Regions from separate parts of the Anas platyrhynchos genome. Here region 1 is linked to region 2. Evidence: chromatin contacts called from public Hi-C data. All regions are on one chromosome and are shown on one strand. The core of a region is the stretch at or near the end of the contact, and the rest is flanking DNA. Distances in the headings are between cores, read along the strand shown.

Region 1 (3,480 bases), core at 717-3,216, 84 kb after region 2:
TGGAATGATAGACTCACATATGCATGTTTTTTTTTGCTACAGGAAGTGCCTATTACAATGCAAAGAGAGACAGCTTAAGTAAGACACCATGTAGAGCAAGGCTATTGCACTTTCCCTGGAGCTCACAAGTTTTTAGTGAGAAGAGGAAGAAAAAAAAGTTAGTTCTACAGTGTTTTGTCTCAAGTTTGCACAATGCTAATGCAAATTCCGACCTACGCTAAGGCAAGGAAGTACATGACCTTGCCCAAGCAGGGAAGAGAGCATAGGATCACATCTCAAACCCTTGCTGGCCAAACACAAGGTGAGTCCTGTGGCTGATGGAGCGCAAAGACTACAGATACTTGGGGGAGCATAAAGCAGCTGGTTGAAAAGGGGATGGATGGATCATTATGCCTCCAAAGACAATCCAGTTTTGGTACCCTCTCTGAATTTATCACACCTTCCTGTGCCTGTGCCAGGTCTATACACAGCTGCACAACCCCAAGAAAGAGTCTGTGTGTCACCCCCAGAGGTCCCTTTTGGCCTTAACCATTCTGTGATACTGTGATACACCTTCCTTTTGCAGAGCTCGGCAGTTTGTGTAGGAAAGCTCTTGCATGCTTTCCAGTCCTTCCTGCTTGCTGTTGGTTTTCCATTACTCTGCTTCTGGATGGCCCTGAAAAACCACAAGAACTTCCTTTCTTGTAGCGTTTCATCACTTTGGCCTCAAAATGAAACTAACCAAAATGAAAAACAGCCAGATCAAAAACAAATCTAATAAACAAATAAACAAACAAAACCAAATCTTCAGAAATCCAGTTGATTTTAATTTTGTATCTGTTTTTAGCTAAACTGTGTGTTCATTTTTAGGTCCTTTCTTCCTTGTTGGTTTGTATATTCTTAGCAAGAAGAGTCACACTTGCTTTCAGCCCCCTACCAGTCTCTGATCTTTACTTCTGTTGTGCTGCCATTCAGCAATTACTTTGCTGCTATACTACTGCTTATGGTGGGAGGCCACAGGTCTGGTGATTTATGACTGAAACTCCAGGGTTTTTTGGTCAGCACCTAGTAAAAAAAATATTATTTGTTTCTTTTCATTTAGGCTCTGAAATATTTTTGTCACTTAGGCTGATTTTAACATGAAGAGTTTTTCTAAAATCACTGAAAGGCTTTGCGGAACCACTGCCCCACTAATCACAGTTTATATTTTAAGGCCAAGTAAAAGATCAGTCCTAAAAACTTCACTTGAAGGGAAGTGAATACGATCAATCAATAATTAACACTGCTTGCTTCTACTGAGTCCAAATTCCTGCATGTAGACTAGCTCTGCTTCTCTTAGTGCGACAGGTTTGTCAGCTTCATTTTCAGTTTAACCTGCCCAGGAAGTGGTAGCAGCACACTTACAGGTGAGGCTTTGCAGTTTTCGTGTCATGGGTACCCTTTGCTTGTGGTGCTAATTTATACACCAAGCACACAGCTGGAAGTTACTCACAGAAAGCAGGAGTTTCAGAGCAGGACTGTTAGGATGAGCCTCTGGATAATTTATTTTAATATAGATTATTGAAGAGTAAACTGTTCTGTGCAAAGGAAATGTGTCTGGGGGCATGAAGGAGGAGGTAAATGACCGTGTGCAAGTAAAGGACAAGTGACTGGAGGCTGGGGAATCAAAGTGGATTTATCCAAAGGAAAAAAACCTGACAGGTTTCACTACAAATTCTTCCCACACTGCTCCCCGCCATGAACTCCAGCCTCACATGAATGAACCACCAAACCTAGGGCTGGGAGGCAGCCAGATCTCCTCGGAGCTGGGCCTCCCCTGGCAGGACGAGCGAGACCCACAGGAGCTGGGCCCTGTGCAGTGGACGGCTGCCAGCAGAGGTCCGAGCTGGGCCTTCCAAACCCAGCTCAGGCAGGCCCTCCAGAGGGACTCCAATCCCAGCCCCACCGTGAAAGGAGAGCACTCTGGGCCGCACAGCTCCTAATCTCTCTCTGTTTTATGTTTTTAGCCTCTTTGTTTTTCTTGTCCTGCTGCCAGCGGGTCAGACAGTGTGCACAGTCAAGAAGCAGCTGCCTGCTGAAGCTCTGAAGTTCACGTCATGCAGGCAGGGCTGCTGGGGGAGAGCAAGCGAGGGGGTGAGATTAGGTGAAACATTAGCCACGTCCTCTTGGCTTCCCTCCAGAGCCTTTCAATTATTTCTTTATGTGCTTTTGGTGCTGTGCTTGTTTGGCATTTAAAAGGTATGCTCAGAGAGGATTTCACAACGAGCTGCCATTTTACAGTTCAAAACAGATGCAAGCTTATCACCCCCTGGAAATTATGTCTCCACAAACCCCTTCCTTTCCCGTTCCTCAGGGCTTACAGCAAAGCCACCTCCAGCAGATCAGTCATGAGGACTGTGTAACAGGCTAAAAATAATGCTAGTTATAAAAGTCTGGAAGCTGTTGTTCATTTTGGGATTTGAAGATCCAAATGTCCATCAATACCAAGGACTCTAGTAGGTGGACAGTAGTAGATAGTCTTCTAAGATGGTTAATGTGACTTGCTATCCACCTACCTCAATGCCAGTTGCCAAACTGAGCCTTCTTAACTTCCCAGGATGCAGGGAAGAGGCAAATCATCATAACAGTTCTTCAGAAGCACAGTTTCATCCTAGATCTAGAAAAATAGGGTTGGAAGGCAAAATGAACTGCACCTATATTGCTCCTGACAGATGCTTGTCTAACCAGTTCTTAAGGACTTGATATAGACTCCACCAGTGCCCGAGGCAGCCTGTTCCAGTGCTTCATTTTCCTTCCTATCAGGGAGCTTTTCTTTATTCAGATGGGAGCATGGGCGAGATTCCTTATCTACCTGTCCAGCCACAGGTAGGTGGAGCTGCGTGTTGCACCACTATCCGTGACTTGTGCAGTGTCCTAAAGACAGTATTCCCTTCAGGCCAGGGTGGGGATGATGAGAGGAATACTGTGATACAGCCTGGAGTGCAAATTCAGATGGCTGAAATACATCTTCTCCCCAGGATAAACAACAGAGAAGTCAGAGAAGTAAATACTGGCCTGAGCTTTCACAGTTTGTGTAAGCATCATAGGATTGTATCTTAATTTTGTGATGGGATTTACAAAATCATTGTCAAGGGAGGCTAGTGCACTTAATATGACTCTTACTGAGTGCTGTTCTTTAAAGGAGCATGAGATTTGAGTATTCAGGGATCAAATATTTTATGTTGAATCTGGTCTGGCTCTGTGACAAATTTTGTTGGCTGAACTGTTATGCTCATAATATGTTAACACTATAAAAGTGGGTAGACAATTTTTTATTTTATTTTATTTTTATGATAGGTAACATTCTGCCTTTAACTTTCAGGAAATTAGCACTGTGCTTTTTGTTTTTATTTCTGTTTTGGGCTGATTTCTCTTTTGGTCTCCTAGCAGACATCATGCAAAGAGTAGCTCGAGAAGAAAGACATACCTGCAATTTGACACAAGCATAGCTTGCCAAGAGAG
Region 2 (3,438 bases), core at 186-2,685:
GAAGTTCCTCATGCAATTACCAAGAGTGTGCATCTTAAAAGTATTATATGGGAAAAAATCATTACTGAGCAGCCATGTAAGCCTTTGTTTTCAATACAGGTAATGAGCACTCATGGATATCAGTTTAAATAAAGTAAGCCTTCAAAGCTCTCGTATCCGGCACCCAAATTCAGCCTTTCATAACAATAAAGCCTTCAGAGTTCAGCTCTACAAACAGTGGCACTTCCTGCATTTTCAAAGGCTAGGAAGCAAATAAAGCACAGCGGACAATACAGGTACAGTGAGTGAGGTATCAGGGGAGGACACGAGGCAAGTCCCTATTTTATTCCCCCCTCCCTGCCCTCCTGAGCAGCCCCCAGCCCCTCTCCCCGCCTGCGCCCCCCGCACTGGGCTGTCCTGTGCCAGGGCTGCCCCCGGCCGTGCGAGAGGCGCATCTGACAAAAGTCCAAAGTAAACGCTCCCGTCCGCGTTTGGGCTTAAAGAATTAATTATTAATAATAATAATAATAACAAATGAACGGCGTCCAGAAAAAGGGAAGCAAATTGCGGTCGTTGCTCCTACCGCCGTACCCAGCTGCGGCGCGGCTGAACTTCACCTCGACCCCTGCCAGCTCGGAGGGGGGCGGATAATATGGTTTTGGGGGGCACCACCACCCCCTGGCTTAACCTGGAGCTCGGCCGGAACCTTCCCAAAACCCGAACCCACCCGCGAACATCCCCCCGGTCCGCTGCTTGTCCCCCCTTCCCCAAAAAGCCCCCGCACCCCGCACCGGGATGGTGGCGGCGGGGGCGTCCCAGCGGGGTCGGGGCAGGTGCGCGGAGCCCCCCGGAGCCCCCCCATCCCCACAGCAGCTCGGGGAAACTTTCCGGGGGGCTGCCGCCCCCCCCCCACACACACACACTTACGCTGGGCAGGAGGTGCGGAGGGCGCCGTGGGGGCGCTGGGCGGCGGGGCTGGAGGCTGGAGGCGCCGTGGCTCCGGCTCTGTGTGTGTGTGTGCGGTGTGTGTGCGAGGAGGGGCGGCCCCGCTGCCTGCCTCCCTCCCTCCCTGCCTGCCTCCCGCCTTCCCCCCGGGCTGCTGGCACCGGGCCGCGCTGTCACATGACGCCGCCGCCTCTCTCGCCCTGCCCGGCTCCCCGGGAGGGTCACGGAGGGGAGCGCGGCCGGGCGGGGACGGAGGGAGGGAGGCAGGAGGGCGGCTCCCCGCCCGCGGGGTGGAGGCTCCGCCGAGGGGCCGGGGCGAGCGGCGGCGCACACAAACAGGCGGGCACGCCGTGACTCCCCGCCGCCCAGCCCTGCCTCCCAGGGGCAGCCGGCCTCGCGCAGACACTCATTATCCGCCAGCAGCCCCGGGAGGGGAGGGGAGGGGCGGGGAGCGGGACAACCACCGCCGACAAACCTGCCCGGCCGGCCGCTCCTCCCCTCCCTTCCCTCCCTTCCCCTCCCCGGCAGCGCGCCCCTTCCCCACCCTCCCTCCTTCCCTCCCTCAGCGCCCACCCCGGCCGACCTGCGGCGGCACAGCCCGGGGGGAAGGAAGGGAGGAGGGAGGGAGGGAGGGAGGTGCTCGCTCGCTCTGGGGCGCTGCCGCCGCCGAGTTGGCTTGGCCGGCGGGGGCTGGGAGAAGGGAGCGGGGCGAGGCGAGAGGCGAGGCGAGGCCGGGCGGCCGGCGTGGGGCAGAGGTGTGGGGCCGCCTCCGCCCCGGCTTGGCGGCTCGCCCGCTGCCGGCCGCCTGAGGCCCGGGCCGGGAAGCGCCGCCTCACGCCCCGCGCACAGGGGGCCGGGGCCCGCCGGGGGGCAGCGGCCTGAGGCGGCCCCGGCTCGGCCCCCCGCGGGAGGCAGGAGGCGGCCCCGGGCGGCGCTCGCTGCTGGAGGCTGGGGTTTTGCACGGACGGCCCGCGGAGCAGGAGCCGCTTGTCTCCCTGTGGACCGAGGGGTTTCAGTCGGAGCGGTGTTTGCTGGAATAAAGTGAAGTAAAATCCCGGCCTGCCGTCTCGGCTCTGTTGCTCAGGCAAAGGTTCTGCCCCCAACACTCTACATGTTGTATATGAGGTGTTATATACTCGTTGCGCCACGTAAAATCTTACCCTCTTCTGACTGATAAATGGTACCTGACACGTCAACCAAAAGGCAACCGCTGTGCTTGGCAAGGCTCCGTCCCGCAGTGCGAACTGTGGACGGATGAGAAGCTTTTTAAGGGTGGAGAAGTCGCCCTGTGGGACCCGTGATTACACGTTTGGTCCTGTGGGTAACACCAGCGGTGGGTGCTGGGCATCTCCAGCCCCCTCGGGATCAGCCTGTATTCAAGTCTCTGACTGGGACCCCAACCTAACTCACCTCTGGTGGTTGTTATTTCTGTTCTCTTTGATTATTACCGAGTCAATAAAGCTGTAAAAGCAAAACACAGAAGGAAGGGAGAAGGACAGGGAGAAATGCTTTCAAGATGCACGCTCTGCTGTGTACAGCCACGTGTTCAGTTTACATCTTTGGTTCTAGGATGTTTTAATGTGTCCCCTGACATAGCCCGATAGGCTTTATAAAGCACACTAAGACACCAGTCTGAAACCCCGAAGGGTATGACTCAATGACACAACAATAAATTGTAGTATCTCCTGGATAATTACACTGTATCATGTCACAACAAGGTATTGTTGAAATATTATCATGTATCTCATAAAGTGTGATTTTTTTATTATAAGCCTATAAAATAAACAGAATTGTTGTGTTAGAACATACAGACAGACACAAAACATTTTGTTAGGGCTGTGAAAAGGAGCTGCTGTAATTTTCTTGCACAAACATGCTCCAGATAAAGTAGTTATGTCCCAGCTTTGCACTCTCTTATTCTGAGAGCTAGCACAGGTTACACAGCTAGCTAGAGCTCTGAAGTCAGGGGGCAGAGTTGTTTTGGTGTCCAATTCTGAAACAGGCAAAAATATTTCGTAGTAGCAAGCATGCTCCTCCTGGTAAAATCACTGGATTTTCCTGTTAACTATTACCTTGTTCTGGCCTCAGATGAACCAAGTTTAATCCAGTGCAATTTTACTGTGTTCTGTGAAGTCACTCTGGATTTGTATTAACAAACAAGAGAGAGGGGGTTGTGAGCGATGCTTTTGTGGTGCAAAACAGGACTGTGCACCTGTCAGCATTTTGTTATCTTCCTGTGTTTGGTTTTTGTACCTAAGCAATTCAAAAATTTGAAGAGATGTTCCAATTCTGAAAGGAGCAGAATCTCATTGATTTTAATAGGAATTGAAAAGCCAGGAGGGGGAAGCTGGGTGTGTGGAGAGTCCTTGCCATCTGGTTAGCAGACCCAGCAGTTTTAACCAGGTCTGGAAGTGTTTCTGGATCAAAGGACTGGCGGATGGCAGCCCTTAACATCTTCCAGCACAACACCTCCTCCATCTCTGCTTTGCCCATCATCCCAGCAGCATTTCAGAT

The links. A called contact is a pair of places that touch in the nucleus more often than the background predicts.
Region 1: a Hi-C map of subcutaneous adipose tissue shows a contact between it and region 2, with 1.5 times the contacts expected there. The contact joins the enhancer-like site here to the promoter of KLF3 in region 2. A contact is called at or near these places in 3 of 8 Hi-C or Micro-C datasets (F5 follicle, liver and subcutaneous adipose tissue).

What each region holds. Positions count from the first base shown.
Region 1 is chr4:56,425,410-56,428,889 of IASCAAS_PekinDuck_T2T, forward strand. No RefSeq gene overlaps it. Among named protein-coding and RNA genes, the nearest start is that of KLF3, 83 kb to the left of the region's middle. Within about 2 kb of position 1,967, at least 7 of the 8 cell types and tissues checked have an H3K27ac peak or open chromatin away from gene starts, as enhancers often do. A contact at or near this core is called in F5 follicle and subcutaneous adipose tissue, where this site is marked.
Region 2 is chr4:56,342,404-56,345,841 of IASCAAS_PekinDuck_T2T, forward strand. It overlaps KLF3 (KLF transcription factor 3), which reads right to left and starts at 1,436. Exons shown (of 7, transcript XM_027457242.3): 1 at 907-1,436.